Regions from separate parts of the Anser cygnoides genome. Here region 1 is linked to region 2. Evidence: chromatin contacts called from public Hi-C data. All regions are on one chromosome and are shown on one strand. Each heading gives the region's core, a stretch centred on a gene start, on an enhancer-like site or on the middle of the called end of the contact. The rest is flanking DNA. Distances are from core to core; before and after follow the strand shown. Region 1 holds the start of NHLRC1 (NHL repeat containing E3 ubiquitin protein ligase 1). Region 2 overlaps RNF144B (ring finger protein 144B).

Evidence for each region. Hi-C and Micro-C count contacts between places; a contact is called where the count stands out from the background.
Region 1: a Hi-C map of liver shows a contact between it and region 2, with 2.0 times the contacts expected there. The contact joins the promoter of NHLRC1 here to the enhancer-like site in region 2. A contact is called at or near these places in 2 of 7 Hi-C or Micro-C datasets (both in liver).

What each region holds. Positions count from the first base shown.
Region 1 is chr2:53,206,267-53,208,966 of Taihu_goose_T2T_genome, reverse strand. NHLRC1 (NHL repeat containing E3 ubiquitin protein ligase 1) reads right to left here and starts at 1,338. Exons shown (of 2, transcript XM_013190265.3): 1 at 1,199-1,338; 2 at 1-813. It overlaps TPMT (thiopurine S-methyltransferase), which reads right to left. Exons shown (of 9, transcript XM_066992074.1): 9 at 1,252-1,388. The coding sequence ends at 1,384.
Region 2 is chr2:53,074,573-53,077,272 of Taihu_goose_T2T_genome, reverse strand. All of the region lies in intron 3 of RNF144B (ring finger protein 144B), which reads left to right. Among named protein-coding and RNA genes, the nearest start is that of RNF144B, 67 kb to the left of the region's middle. Within about 2 kb of position 1,347, at least 2 of the 3 cell types and tissues checked have open chromatin away from gene starts, as enhancers often do. A contact at or near this core is called in liver, where this site is marked.

The DNA.
Region 1 (2,700 bases), core at 89-2,588, 130 kb before region 2:
CACGCCTCCCTTGGCCGCCCGCCCGCGGCTGCTCCGTGAGGGGAGGGCGGACGCCGGCCCTCGAACACCGGCCCCCAGCCCTCAGCCTCCCCTCCCGCGGCCAGGAGAGGGTTTTGGGGGTCGCCGGGGAGCCCTGGTTTGGTGGTGGGGGGGGGGTGTTTGTGTGTCTGTCACGCGGTTCCCGGTCGATAGAAAAAGTCTCTATTTAAAACTACAACAAGAAAATCAAATTACATACATAAAACATGCATCGGATTCATACACGTGTCCAGCTACCAAGTTACCTCAAGGTTGCTAGTGCTATTTATGCCTCTGTCAGGGCGAGGAAGCAGTCACTGTTGCATGTGATTCCCCTCGCTGTTCGGGGAAGCTTTTGAAAATGTGAGGGAAATATTTATGCTAAGTGCCAGTAGCCACTTTTCCCACTCACATCCACACACAGCATGGACAGCGTGTGCTCTTTTTGGAAGATGCTGCATTTACCAGGACGGCTTGTCAGCATGACTGCGCCCTCGTTCCTGGAGCCCTGCGCAGGACCCCAGGGTCAGCAACATCCAGCACCTGGCCTGGGACAGCAGCAACGCCTCTACAAACCTGATATAAGTTTAACAGCTCTCACACCTGGAAAAAAATCTGGACAGAAATAGAGGAGATGCTTTAACCCAGTAGCTGCTGAACTGTGCAGAAGTGAAAATGTCCAAAACCAGCAGTTCCCAACTTAGCCGGCCCACGGGCTACAAGAAGGTAGCACTGTAAGCAGCGTCGTCATCTTCTCCGGTGACCTGGCGCTGAAGCAGCAGTAGCTCCCAGTGGCTGTGAGCAATATCGAGAGTTGTGGGTTGGGGGAGAGGCTGTAGGTTGGGGACTGCTTTGCTGAAAACATCAGACCCACTTGCAGCTCTAGGACTGCAACATTAAAATTGCATGTAGCTTTTTCTCTCGTTCTAGTCTTAATAAGTGGCAATATACTACATTGCAATCATACATTTCCTTTTTTTTTTTTTTTTTTTAAATAAGCCACCAAGGCCAGGACAAAGAGTCTTCAGAGTCCCCAGTTTTGTAATTTAAAAAAATTGCAATAATACCCCTATGACAATGATCAAAGACCTGCAAAGAAGGGTTTGTGTTCGGCTAACCACACAGAAGCCCCACAGGCTTTCTCTGACCCCTCTCACCCTAGAGCCCCCTGCCAATTTACCTGCTGGTCGCTGCACTCTGGAGGAGGCAGCGGCACGCTCACAAGCGACCACAGGAATATTTTCTTCCTGGACTCTCTCCTTCATTGTCAGCCATTTACTTCCCTCCTCTCTTCGCTACTCGATTACTGTTCCCCCGTGGCAGCTGTTGCCAAGACTTCCTGCCTTCTTGTTGCCAGCTCGTCTCTCAACCTGTAATCTAACGGGGTCAGAGAGCAAGCAGCAAGCCGCGCCAGCTTCCCGCCTCTCTTGCCCAGCTGCCCTCGCTGGTGCAAGGCGAGCGGCATTTGAACAGCAAATGGAAAGCAGCATTTGAACAGCAGTTGCCATTACTCCAAGGCCGCGAGCCTCCGAGGAGGACCTGCAGAGCTACACACAGGCAGCAGCTACTGGCGGCCACAGAGAAGGGACCTCATTTATTTATTTTTTAATTCTATTTGAAATGATACAAAAGAAACACTCAAAAAATGCTTGTTGTGCATTAAGTTTGAGAAAAGCTATGCACATCTTAAAGCAGTGAAGTCAGTTATGTAGGAGAGTTGGCTTTGAAAGCAAAATCAAAATGAAGACGTCCCACAGACATTTTTCTGTACACTGAAGCCTGCTTTAAGGGTGTCCCAAAACATGTCTCATTTTAAAAAGTAAGATAAAAATAAAAGCTAGATGGGAGGTAAGTTGTTTTAATGGATTTTAATCAAGCTACAAACTTTAGTATATACAGAGTCTCCAGAAAATAATCTAGGCCCCATTGCCTGTGTCTGTCTGAGAAGTCACTGACTTTTTCGAGAAGCTTAATTTCACAGTGGTTGCCTGAAAAGGAGGAAAGAGTAATAAATTACTGAATGGTAAGTCACTGAAGAAAGCAAACTGTCAGAAGACAAAATCCTATGTACAGATGTCCCTAACTGCGTGACACAAATGCACTGAGGAAAACTTATTGGTCTCTTTTGCACTGGGATAAAACTGTCCTTGCCAATGACTCACTGTGTACGGACACTCCAGAGGTCTCGTAAAGATGTAAGATTAAAACAAGTGCAATAGCAAAGCATATCACGACCAATATTGAAAATTTCCTGACACAATTCTGATACATATATATGCGCTAATGAATTTGAGTTGCACATCTAGCATTTCTACAGCATGACATTTTACTTTTCTTCTTTGGCTACAAAAATACATCAGAAGCTTTAGAAATAATATGCAAAGGCATTGCATTAAAACCAGGGTAGACAGTGATGAGGTGCAGAGAAAGATGAAATTGTCAAGTAGGAGAAAGACTGAAGCTGAGACCACAGTGTGCAGTCTGAATCCTGGGGGACTGCAAAGAAGCCAAGGGGAGAAAAGAGACAGCGACAGCCTCTTGGGTTTTCCTCGTGTCTTTAGAAAATGTGGGAATTTGCATTAACAGCAAAAACCTTGTGGCAACGTGATTTTTATTTCCCTCATTATTTTTCCATGACTCCATCTCTTACCTAAGTAGCAAACCCATGACTTGGTCACTTGC
Region 2 (2,700 bases), core at 98-2,597:
GTGTGTGGTTATTTTCTGCTGGAGAGAAAGGAGCAAACTCAATATTAACTCTGTATTAAGGAGTAAACTCAATTCCGTTCATTATGGAATGGGATTTTCCTCCAAGCAGGCATGCGAGAGTTAGACCCATTGGGAGGCAAAAGTTTTGACTGAACATGAGGGACCTCCTTTGTTCCATTGACACTGGCAGCTGTGCTCCTCCTCTCTGCTCTGCCACGAGGCTGGGAAGATGACACGCATCGAGGGGATCACCTCTAACCAGGGAAGGACTGCAGCCAAGTTGCAGTGGCTCTGCTTGCATAAGGGAAAGCAGATAGAAACACCGTCTCACACGGAACTGGAGAGAGTTACCAAGAATTAAATTTCTCCCCCAAAAAGTCATGATCTCTCCAGCATGAATTTGAGACACAATGCTTAGCTGAATCAGGACTTGGGAGGTGCAATTAATTTTTTTTTTTTCAAATGCTGTGCTGGCACATATTGGAGCTTTTCTTTGGCTGAATCCAGCCATTGTGGAAAGAAGTTAGCTGTTTCCCGTCCTCCTTTCTTCTGCATAGATGCCGAGAAGGTGTAGCGTTGTCCCTCCCACCTGTACCACCAGACTGAAGACAAATAACATTTATTGAAAATGCTGTTTTAAAAGAAGATTAGCAAATGGTAGGAAGAATTCTGCACTGTTGAATTAGGAACTATATATGCTATAGGAACTGTAAGGATGTATTTCCCATTAGTAAGCAGAAGAGCACTCAAGGGCATGTATTAGTGGACCATTAACTTAATCCTTGTGTGCTTTTTGGGGCTAAAGGCAGAATGACTAAACAACCCAAGATGTGCATTAGTGTCTGGTGGATGAATGAATATTCTGACACTCCCTCTTGGTGATGCACTTGAAACACAAACTCTCTGCTTGAAAAGCAAACAAGCTCCCAACCTCGTTAAAATGAACTGCTTATGTATTTTACCAAATACTTATTTTTTAATGAAAAAAATGTGAAAACAAAAGATGAACAATAGAATTAATAGACCGTCTCTATTAATAATCTGTAAGATTAGTAAGTAAACCACAGATTATCTGTGAGCACTCTGTATTCTCTTTTTTTTTCTTTTCTTTTCTATAAAGGCTGTTCCATGTGAAAATGCGGCCTTTGAAAGCTACTATTTAAAAAATAGAACCTTATTCAGATTGGAGACAATGTCCTTATATATGGCTATTGTTTGGCATGGAAGTACTATTTAGCCTTAGAGTTTATTCATTAGACACTCTGAAACTCCAGGTGTGGAAACATCAGCCTCCTCGCCTCCAGAAGGGCTGGTTGTTTGCTCTCTGGCCTCCGGCAGGAAAATGTTCATCACCACAACAGTGCCATGAGAAATGTCATACCTCTGGCAACACTTTCTCAACCATTCAGTAGTGCATAACTTAAAGATATTTATACTTGTGCGTTTAAAAGTTTGTCTTCTGGTAAACATTCAATAAAATATGTTAATATACGCATGTAGACTTTTTTATGTTTTTATTTTTATTTTTTTCTGAAAATTATGTGACTGTTACCTCTCCTGGGGGGAAAAATACATTGGTCCTTTTTTCTCCCCTGTGTTAGCATCAGGGTTTTGAAAAAGTGTATTTTTCAGGTCATGTCCATTTCAGACCCTGCTGTAACTGATGTTTAGCAGGCACTGTTAGAGTTTGGAGAAAAAACAGCAGTTCAAACTGTCTTTCGCATGAATGTGGTGTTAAATAGGTTCCTCTACTTTGGGCTAAATTGTGTCTAATTACGTTAGCTAACACAGTTGTCTTGTTTGCTTTTTAAATGCCTTTTGCCCTAGCCTGCACAAGGGAGATAAGGTGAACTTAGACATAATTTGAAGTGAAGAAAAGCCTTTCCATTGACTTCAGTGCCTTATGGATTGAGTCCTGTTCAATAAGAAACCTGAACAATTAATAATAAAGCTTATAAGCAACTTAGAACACATAATATTTATGAAAGTTCATCTACTTTCCTCTGTCAGGGTCTTTATTCAAGATGTGTAACATTTCTTCAGTACTTACCAGTGACCTACTTGTCTTCTTTGTGAATAAAGTATGTTTTTGTCTTCTCAGTAAAATTCCTCAGTGTCACTGTAGTTTGGTACTAAATTATTAGAGCCTTTTCACTGCCCTGGACTTGATTCTGACACATACACTTCTTGTGTTGCTTTTGGCAGTGGAGAGGGCAAAAACTCAGGTTAACACTGTAAATGTGTGATAGAATTTCTTCCTATATTTGTCATGAAGAAATTAGCAAGTCTGAATAGTAGGCATGTGTCTAAATATTTCATTGGTGTTTGGGGAGTAAACTGCTTATTCACAGAGTATAGGAGATGTTGGGAGTTAAGGCTTAACTTCTGGTGAACTAGAACATGGTGTCTCTCCGGACCTCAGAAGAAAATGTTTCAGGTTTTTTATTCTTTTAAAAAAAAGGAGTAAGTAATTTGAACTAGAAAATTGTACCTTTCAGTACTTTCAAAATGTGTTTTCTGAACCTCCTGTTTTGTTTTTACATTAACAAAAGCTAGTTGAAACTCGTACTTTCCCTGGCTGTTTTTGGTTTTGACAAACAGTGCACTTGAATAGAAGGAACTGTTCCACTACAGTGCTTGAAATCAAGTCTAAGCCTAGATCATATCTTGACCTGTTACATCAAGAAAGCAGCTGCTTTA